2 separate regions of the Mus musculus genome follow, and region 1 is linked to region 2. Evidence: chromatin contacts called from public Hi-C data. All regions are on one chromosome and are shown on one strand. The core of a region is the stretch at or near the end of the contact, and the rest is flanking DNA. Distances in the headings are between cores, read along the strand shown.

Evidence for each region. Hi-C and Micro-C count contacts between places; a contact is called where the count stands out from the background.
Region 1: a Hi-C map of liver shows a contact between it and region 2, with 2.3 times the contacts expected there. The contact joins two enhancer-like sites.

Annotation. Positions count from the first base shown.
Region 1 is chr2:65,258,738-65,264,241 of GRCm38.p6, reverse strand. No RefSeq gene overlaps it. Among named protein-coding and RNA genes, the nearest start is that of Cobll1, 23 kb to the right of the region's middle. Within about 2 kb of position 1,816, at least 7 of the 459 cell types and tissues checked have an H3K27ac peak or open chromatin away from gene starts, as enhancers often do. A contact at or near this core is called in liver, where this site is marked.
Region 2 is chr2:65,117,155-65,122,400 of GRCm38.p6, reverse strand. The region is part of intron 6 of Cobll1 (Cobl-like 1); the gene reads left to right. Among named protein-coding and RNA genes, the nearest start is that of Grb14, 97 kb to the right of the region's middle. Within about 2 kb of position 3,065, at least 41 of the 459 cell types and tissues checked have an H3K27ac peak or open chromatin away from gene starts, as enhancers often do. A contact at or near this core is called in liver, where this site is marked.

The DNA.
Region 1 (5,504 bases), core at 567-3,066, 140 kb before region 2:
TAGGGAAGTCAGGCATGTACTCAAAATGCAAGCTGCATCTTTCCTGGGACCTGCAAATGAGGAAGCATGAAGGTGCATCTTATGCCAAATACAGGATTTCTGTAACAGCTGTTTCAGTTTCCAGCACCTGGGAACACACACTCTTTTTTAAAAGCAAGGTAAAAAGCACGCACATGCGCGCACATGTATGTGTGTGCGTGTGCCTATGTGTGTGAGTGTGTGTGAAGGCACAGTTCTTTCTTGTTCTCTAAACTCCTAAGGGAGGATAGTTGTGTAATGGAGAACTGCCTGGGTGAAGATACAGCAATGCCTCAAATAGTTCCACTGTGGGTATCCAAAAAATCACACCCAGGAGTTCAAGAAACAGACCCAAAATGCCAGAGACAGGAAAGTATAAAGGGGGCTTCTTCCTGCTTCCCTTTGACCTATAGAGCACACAGCACACAGGTATAGATATATGACAGCTGGAACTTTAATAGACTACCCCAGGAACCAGGGAGGACTGACTTCCAGTAACAGAATCCCATGTGACTCAAGATACAGTGACTCAGTAAAGTTGCTATCAAAGTGGATTTTTCTATTTTTTCTTTTTTCTCTCTTCTTTTCTTTCATTCTTCCTTCCTTCCTTTCTTTTTCTTTTTTCTTTTCCTTTCTTTTTCATTTCTTTTTTTTTCTTTTTTTTTTTTTGTGGGGCGTGAGAGGTAGCTTGGTTAATGCCTTTCTGGGGACCTGGATGGATCAATCATTTCACTCCCAGTGTGGATGGACACTTTCATGATGTGTTTTGCAAAAATGATTTAGTATAAATTTCTATATGGTATGCCCTACCACGGCAATAACAAATACATGTTAAATACTGGCTTTAGTTATTTTTTGAATGCAAAAATTAATAGTTTAGGGTTTGATTTGGGGTATATTTTGTTGTTGTTATTATTGTTGTTGCTGCTGCTGCTGTTTGATAAGACAGGTGTACTCTGTAGCCCAGGCTGTCCTTGAAGTCCTTACATAGTACAGGCTAACCATAAACTTATGAGTCTTTTGACATAAACTCTGAATGCAGGGATTGTGAGCATGTGCCACCACACCTGATCCCAATAATAAATAAGGTTTACGATTCAAGAGAATTAGTAAGAATAAGAAAAGAATCAGCAAAAATGTATACATAACAAGAAAGAGAAATGAAGGCATTATAGTTAAGCTTGTGGTGAGATGGGCATGTGGAGCATGCATTAGATTCTTGCACTCAGGGGGCAGAGGCAGCTGGAGCTTTGTGAGTTCAAGGTCAGCCAGGTCTACACAGTGAGTTCTAGGACAGTGAAGGCAAAGTAGAGAGACCTTTTCTTAAAACAAACAAAACAAAACAAAACAAAACAAAACAGAACAACCAAACCAAACCAAACCAAAAAAAAAAAACCCCAAAAAACAAACAAACAAACAAACAAACAAAAAAAAAACAGAGAAGAACAAAACCCAAAACAAACAATGGCTTGAAAGAGCACCAGCTCAGGACAGAGAGATACACGCCGATCTAGGACAAACAGTGAGATCCTCTCTCAACTTCTTTTTCTTCTTCTTTTTGGCACTGGGAGAAGGAAGAAAATACTAATGAACACAGATTTCAATGTGAACTTTCAATTACTTAAACATTCAAGAGACATCTTACCATAGAAGAAAAAACAAAGTCAGAATAAAACTAGTGTAGGTTCAATAGTTATTAGAAACAAATGCCAAACCAGCCAGACGGTGGCGAATGCTTCTCATTCTAGCACTTGAGGGGTGGAGGCAGGAGGATTGTGAAACTGAGGTCAGCCTGGGCCACTTCGGAAGACCTTGTATTTACTTGTTTATTTTTAAAGTAAAACCAAACAGATACTAGGTGAAGCCATGAAAGTGAATGAGCTTCCTCAAATACCAAAATATCCAGGTTAATCCCATGCTGGGGAAAAAAATATTAACTCAGCAAATACAGTTCGTTCACTTAGAAGTAATTCTCTAACAACTGCCTATCAAACGCACCATGGAAGCACTATAAATAAAACCTGGCTGGATAAAGAGTATAACAAATAATAATTATTATCATCACTATTTACAGTGCTGAGGGCGGAGCCAGGACTCTCTAGCACACCAGCCAAGTCCCGTGCCAGAGAGATTTAGGCTTTTCCTTATTAGTAACGAAACATGTCATTATCTGCCAAAGGCTCATCAGCACCAGGAACATAGGTTTGTTTTCACCGTCGTGGTCACAGGAGGATTTGTTGGGTGTTTGGTTCTCAGCTCTGGTATTCCTAAGGTCCTATACTCTGCTCTGGAAGGTCATGCCCCTGAGAGAATTAACTGGACATATATAAGAAAATGGAAGGTGTAGATATCGGTACATTGAGTTGAAATGACCCAGGTCCTTTGATTGGTCCCAAAACTGAGACAAAGGCTCAAATTGTGAAATGCATTCGAGTGGCAGAAGCCTGGGTATGGGCAAGAATGATTAGAACAGCAGGCTCGCTTACAATGATGGAGGGAGGACCTGAGAATCCTTCCTGGCTTCATACAGAGAAACACCGAGGACTATAGCAGAATGAGCCTGCGCAGAAACACTGACAACTACAGCACAACGAGCCTGCGCAGAAGGTGCCACTCACCCTAGCAAGCCAAGGGCCAGTTCCCATCTAATTTCCTTACAAAACACATGTGTTTTACTCTGGCTAGAGGAAGATGGTGTAGCCTATGATGTCTTTGTGACTGTACTCCGGCCTCGTGGCTCAGGGAAGCGGGGAGTACAGGTTCAGGTTGATTCATAAAAGTCAAAGAAGAAAAGGCAGATTTTTGCGGTGGTGGTGGGAGAGGACAATGCATACCAATTATATAACGTGGCTTAAGATGCAGTCCATTCTATGAAGCACAGTGTCTATATAAAAGTGTCTGTTTGGACAGGCTTGGCATGTTACACACCATGCACGGACTACTAAAGCAGAAGGATGCCATTGCCCAGGATTAGGATATCCAACAGCAGAAACATCTGTGCACTTGTAGATATATTTACGTTTCAGAGAGGCATCTGTTTTTACAGTGTGCTCGACTTCTGGCTCTCTTGACAACAGTGACGTTAAGAGACAACAGAGAATTGTTACTGTGAGTTGAAAAGGTTTGATTATGCTTAGGCCAAGGAGTGGCGTTGTTAGGAGGTGTGGCCTTGTTGAAGTGGGTGTGGCCTTGTTGGAGGAAGTGCACTGTCGGCCTGGGCTTTAAGACCCACATCCTAGCTGCCTTGGAAGCCAGTTTTCTACTAGCAGCCTACAGATGAAGATGTAGAACTCTCAGTTCCTCCTGCACCATGCCTGCCTGGATGCTGCCATGCTCCCGCCTTGATGATAATGAACTGAACCTCTGAACCTGTAAGCCAGCCCCAATTAAATGTTGTCCTTATAAGAATTGCCTTGGTCATGGTGTCTCTTCACAGCAGTAAAACCCTAAGACAGAAATGGTCATGTTCTTTGTCATTTTGAAACACGTGTTGACTAAAAGCATAAATAAAAAGGACATCACCTTCCTAAACTGTACCATGCTCTGTGAACTACTTCATATTCGGGTGAAAAGTTTAGTTCCTTAAATAAGATTCTAAACTTTGACCAGAATCTCCTGTGTATCTCTACACTTGGGAATGATTAATCTGCCACGCAGTCCCTGAAGCAACAGGGTAAAGTGGTGAAAAAAAACTGAAGGAAACTCACCAAAGACTCTTTACAGTGACCCCAAAATAAAGGGACGTTCAGACTGAACTCTTCCTTTTTAAAATAATCTTCTTCTTCTTCTTCTTCTTCTTCTTCTTCTTCTTCTTCTTCTTCTTCTTCTTCTTCTTCTTCTTCTTTTCTTCTTCTTCCTCCTCCTCTTCCTCCTCTTCTTCTTCTTCTCTTCTTCTTCCCCCTCCTCCTCCTCTCCTTCTTCTTCTCTTCTTCTTCTTCCTCCTCCTCCTCCTCTTCTTCTTCTTCCTCCTCCTCCTCCTCCTCCTCTTTTTCTTCTTCTTTTCTTTTTCTTCTTCCTCCTCCTCCTCTTCTTCTCTTCTTCTTCTCTTCTTCTTCTTCCTCTTCCTCCTCCTCCTCCTCTTCTTCTTCTTTTCTTCTTCGTCTTCTTCTTTTCTTCTTCTTCTTCTTCTTCTTCTTCTTCTTCTTCTTCTTCTTCTTCTTCTTCTTCTTCTTCTTCTTCTTCTTCTTCTTCTTCTCCTTCTCCTCCTTCTCCTTCTCCTTCTCCTTCTCCTCCTCCTCCTCCTCCTCCTCTTCTTCTTCATTCTCCTCCTCTTCCTCCTTCTCCTTATTCTTCCTTCCTCTTTTAGGATTGAGACTAGCCAAGTATATAGCCAAGCTTATACTAGTCAAGTATTAAGCTGATGAGTAACATCTGAAGCCCCAGTTGAATATGTGTTTTCAAAACCACCATATAGGCCAGCAAGGTGGCTGAGTGTGTAAAGGCATTAGCTATCAGATCTGAAGACCTCAGTTCCTTCTCCAGGACCCAGATGGTGGAAGGTGAAAAATGTCCTCTGGTATTTTGGAATGTGCATCCCAACCCCATACATATTGTGCACACACACACACACACACAAACACAGATAAAAGTCAGTGTAATTTAAATGTTTTTAAATACCACATTTTTTAATTTATTTTTTTAATTACGTATTTTCTTCATTTACATTTCAAATGCTATCCCAAAAGTCCCCCAGACCCCCCCCCCCACCCCCTACTCCCACTTCTTGGCCCTGGCGTTCCCCCTGTACTGAGGCATATAAAGTTTGCAAGACCAAGGGACCTCTCTTCCCAATGATGTTCGACTAGGCCATCTTCTGATACATATGCCATACAAGACCTAAAAAGGGAAGTAGACACAAAAAAGAAAACCCAAAGTGAGGCAACGCTGGAGATAGAAACCCTAGGAAAGAAATCTGGAACCATAGATGTGAACATCAGCAACAGAATACAAGAGATGGAAGAGAGAATCTCAGGTGCAGAAGATTCCATGGAGAGCATTAGGGAATACCACATGTTTTAAATAATAGCATGGTGGCTCCCTTAGAGAATAATATGTAATGCAGAATAAATTCTCTATCTCCTACTCCCAACCCTTGGTTAAATGACACTGAACTGGAGTCATCTGGGGGAACAGAAGAGGAATGTACTGGAAGAATTGACTTCTCAAGGTCACAGAGATGACCTATTCTGCCTTAGGACACAAATACTTCTCTTACCAATAGCCTGACATGCAACTAAAGAGAAGGCACAGAGACCTCAGGGTGACCTAAGTACTGAGAGAATGCTTAGCTCCTGTTTGTATCAAGATTACTGCTAAACCTACTTCTATAAAATTTCAGAATGGTTGACATTTAAAAAGCTAAAACCAATGAGGATCTTCTAGTCATTGGGTCTGAAAAACAAGTTTCCAGTACCATCAGCTGATTTCATATCACAGAGTACTAGGCTATTTTACCTATATATACAACAGCATAATTACAAGGTTAA
Region 2 (5,246 bases), core at 1,816-4,315:
ATCCACAGTGTCTTCCCTTCCTTCTTCTCCAGTCATTTCCCAAAGAAACTCAGAGTAGACAGAAGAGGACCAGCTTAATGTACCTTCATACTGCTCTCTGTGACCAACTGACACATTTATATTTCTTATTTAACGTTTCCCAGCTCAGAAACTGTACCAGCGCTTATTTGGGGGGGGAGGGGCAGGGGTGTCCCAGGGACGTCTGTTGACATCATTTTCCTTATAAACCTTATCAGTTTCGGGAATGTTTCCAATTCTAAGCAGGACATTTTAGTCATTGTTGTTCAAGTGAAGTCTCCTCCTCTGTCAGAAAGAAATGATGGCACCTCTGTCTTCTGCTTTCTCACCTCCACAAGGTTGAATCATTCCTCATCTCTACTGCCTGATGAAGTGTGTTCTAAGGAGAATAACCATGACTCTGAACTTGCCTCATATGTTTTAATTTCTGTGTACCTATAGGTATTGTATTTATATACGGTTAACTCTTGAGCTGATAACTGTTTACATTCAAATATTCATGACGTTCAGTAGAACACTCCAGTTGCTGAATGAATGTTACTTATTTTGGTTGCTATTTTGTTTACAATTTTAAATAAAAAATATGGATGATAATTAAGCATTACATGCCACCTTGAACAATGTAGTTGAGGTTTTAGCAAACTTGTTTTAGTCACTGAAAGTAGTAACAGTGAAATAGGAAAACATAATAAAAGGAAAAATATCTATGAAGCAAGCTGCTATTGCTTGTGATGCAACTTAGACCACAAGGGTGCGCTGTTTAACAGTACAGCATTCTAATCATTTCCAGTTTTACCCTGAAAGCTTCTTAAAAAATAATAATAATAAAAGAAAATGGTTTTATGATGTTATAAATTTCTTATTTTGATTGTTAAGGAGGCAGAAAAGTAAACTATAAATATTAAGTATTAGTAATACATGAAAATTATTTATGATGGTCAGTGTATTCAGTTTAACCTTTGGTTCACTTTGGTCCCCCTTTAAGTAGTCACTGGTCTTGTGATCCCCTGTAGTCAATGCTTACTTTAAATGTACCTGGTTTTGAAAAGGAAAAAGTGTTGGCCACGTCTCTTCCACTTTTGGCTGTCTGCATTTGATAACTTGCTTCATTCTTCTAGGGCATTTCTCAACATTGGCAAATGGAGATATTTGGATAGTGATTTTGGAACATACACTGGAATTATTCACATAGCTGGCTGTTGACTTTCAGGCTGGTTTTGACAGTTGCTGTGTGTGCTCTTCCCGAAAGTGGTCCATTAACGATCCAAGTTCACAGACCTGTGTAGAATTTCTGCATCTGACAGTCCATCTAAAGAATAAGTTTCACTGAAGCTCCATTTCAGTGTGTGCTAATTTTCATGTCCCTAAATTTTCTGTACACTTTGGCATCATTTTCAGCCTCATGCCACTTTCTCTGTATAGGTGAATATATTATATCCTGTGAAAATGTTTAATTCAAAATGAATTTCCAGTTAGAAATTTTCTAGCAGTTTTTCCTAGAACTTTTTGAACGTGTTATCAAACAGACTTTTTCTCGTGATTTGAAATGTCATTTGTGTTACAAGGTCTATGGTATTTGGCCTTTTTTGTTATATATAGGAACAGTAACTGTATCCCTATATGAAGTGCGTGTAACCATATGAAGTAAGATTGTCAACAAAATGACATCGACAGCTTTGGGGAATAAGACTAAGTATAGAAATCTGAGTCCTAGAACCATTTACTGTCTGTTGAGGACACCTGTAGCAAAATCAGTCGGCAGAGGACTGCCTTGTTTCCATCAGTTGGTCTCTTAAACTTATGTTTCAAGTGGAAGTGGAAGAGTTTAAAAGAAATTGTTGGAAATCTCCACCTGTAGAATTCCCAAAACCTTTGGAGACTTTTTGACTCCCACCTTTAGTGTGGCTTTACTGCTTCAAGTCCTCTGCATTCAACAGTAAATAACTGTCCCCAGCCACTGGCATGGTGTGTAACCTCCTTGGGGTAGGTTTGTGGCTGGAAGCACAGTAAAGGGATAACCTCTACTGAGCATTTCATTTGGTCTCAATGTGTGTGCTGCCACAGACAACATTCGAATATTGGGAAACCAAGACTTCCTGCCATCTGATATTATGCAAGTGAAACTTAATACCCAGAGTATTCGTTTTTCAGTGGCTGACTCAATTTTTTAGGAATGCTTTGCATGCCTCTTTTACACAGTTTTATCTTTATTTTTTTTCCCTACTTAATTTGGTTTAGAAGCAGATGATATGCCCATGAAGCAAGTAAACATCTGTTTTTTATTTTACTTGGTGAATTTTTCCAGTTATTTTATGCAGACCAATTAAGGTTGTACTCCCTGTTGTAATAGATTATGTATTTGTACTCGTTAAGAAATATTTCTCTTCCTGCTTTTTTTTTAATTTGGGCTATCATGTAACACTTTATTTTCTCTCCTGCTCGCGTCTTGTATTTATTGTATGGAAAGTGGACCCCACACGGAGTTCAACAGTTGCCTAGGAACTGTGGTTACCATGACAGTTGCAGCTTGATATATGAGTACATCTGGCTCTACTTCCAAAGCTATGAGTGGATTAATGCATCTGAAAAAATCTACCAGCACAGTATATTCTTTCCTTTTTCCCATGCATAATGTGCATCATTTCTTTGTAACTTTTCTAAGGTTTGTTAAGGAGTCATGGCCACGAAAAGCGAGGCAGCGGCGCCTGCTTATGTGTTTAGTTTTCCTATTCCAGGCCAACTTCTACAGAGAACACTCCATTAATCTACACTCAAGCCCTCTGTTGGCACTTTCAGGTGTGCTTCAAACCTAAAAGTAAAGGGACCTGCTAATTATATTTTAACCTCTAAAGAAGAAAAATCTTCAAAGAACAAGAGCTCTTGACCATTTGTAAATTGAATACACGTTTCTCTTCCTTGTCTATCAGTAAGCAAAAGGCTGCCTGTGCCTTAAGCTTTACACTAGGTCACAGCAGAACACTGAAGTCAGAAGTCCAAGGCTTACATAGCCTCTGGCCTACATTGGTGTTGAAGGCTGCATGAGTAGGTGTGCCCTTCTCTACTCAGCAGCATGCAGTAACAGTAGCCAGGTCAGAGGAAGCATGGCCGTGGTATGAGTGTGTAGGGAGGGATAAAGCTTTCTTGATAGCTTTGGCTTTCTCTCTGGGCTGAACTGAAATGCCCTCCTCCCCCAGTGTATTACTTTGGCTGTCATTTGACTTTGGCATGGGTTCTAAGTTCAGCTCATCTGTAAGGTGTTCTCCTCACCTGTGCCTAGAAACATGTCAGTCCAGTTTGTTCGGATTACAGGGAACCACGATCTTCACCATGTATTCTCGTTTACTTTGGATCGATCCTAGGTTCTACTTTCTTCTTGTTCGTAGAAGATGTACGGCTGAGCTCAGTTCTCATCTTTGGGCTTAAAAATGTTAAAACCAAGATTGTCACTAGCAAGCCACGATTATATAAATAGAGCTCAGTGAGTGAGGGGAGGGTGGGACTGACGGAAACACTGATGTGTCTGAAGAAGAAGAATGTACATGTCTGTCAAAGGCATAAATAGCATAGGCTTAAAAATTTGTCTTTTTTTTTCTTTGCACAAAAAAAGGGCCAGTGTGCATGTAAATGGAAACTGCTCAACCTCTGTGTGTCTTGTGTCACCTTGGGCTCTCCTAGATACTCTGTGGTGTTTTTACTCTCTGCTGTAGTCTTTCCATCAACTTTCCACACTAAATGAACTTGTCCATTGCTGTGTTCTTTTTCTCTGAGGAATAAAATTTTCTAACTAAATTTCCCAGAATCTTCAAGTTCTTATATTGCAAAACTATGTACGGCTGGCTTCTACCTAATAAAAAAAAGTTCTGTAGTCTGGACCTTTGGTTGGTGGTAACCAGGTCACAACAGCTACTCCTATTGAATGACTCCTGAGACCCAATGTATGATAGCAACATTGAAGACTTAACACCTGGCATCTTTCTGTGTGCACTTATTGCAACACAGGAATCCACACAAGCACCTTGTGGTGCAACAAAGAAATGGAAGGCTTAGAGTGTGAGAAAAATGTGTTCATTTGCTGAGCTTATTAACTAGAGGATATAAATGTCACTGTTAACTAATAATGAATTTTGCACAAGATATGTTTGATACAAATCTTGTGACCAACACAGCCACGTGGAATTCCTTGGAGGGCCTTAACTTTAATTAGGAACAAAAAGTCACAAGCTAATGGTGTTGATGCCACATGGAACACCTTCTGGATGATCTAGCTCTAATCTTATTGGCTTCTACCGTAGTACTTATTTCAGAAGAATGATAGGAGTGGTGTTAAAATTGGCAGAGGAGATGACTGCTCACATAGTGTAGGTTGAAGAGCTGCAGGCCCTGTACCTGATGTCTCCTGTCTTTTGCTCAGCCCAGTTGCTTGTACTTGATAGGTCACATCTGTTTACCCATTCCTTCACTTGGATGTTGATAATCTGAGTCAATCCTGACAAGGTAAGACTTTCCATGCTATCAAGGAGAACTCTTAATATGGGCTTAGGTAGATAATAATAAAATAATAGGTTTTTCTCCAGAGAATATGCTATTATAGAGCAGAGATTCAGATCTTTGGAAAAAGCTTTTCCATATTTTACCTGGAAATAGTTTATTTCTAAAAAGCTTCAATGACAAACAAGTGGCATGTATGTTTCCATCCAGTATAAAGGCAGTTCTCTTTGCATGTGTTTATACAGCTGTAAAAATTACACTTGAGAAAATAAACAGCAAAACCTCAAAGGGCTGACCAGTGTTTGTTAGGATATACAACAATTGTTCTTTAAAAAAAAATTCCCTTTCATTTTAAGCATTGCTTTTGTTCCAATGCAGTTATATTGATTTTATTACTGAAAAAAAAAAAAACTTGCTTACAGAGCATACCTACTTTGCAAATTCAATTTCTCATATTTCTATATTCCATTAATTATGAAATAATTACATTCAAAATAATTATATTTCAAACCAACTTGTGTGTCTAACTTGTAAAATTAATTTAGGGATCTTCCACCAAGAGTTAAAACTCAACCATCAGTCATACGTGAAGTTGGGACATATTCATAGTATATTTGCATAAGCCTAATGTCAATCATAAGATATTTAATAGATTTTATGCTGTTGAAAAGGTTAGCTGAGCATAATGTTAAACTTTCCTTGAAGAAGAAAGGGAATTTTAAGATTAGAGACCATTTCAA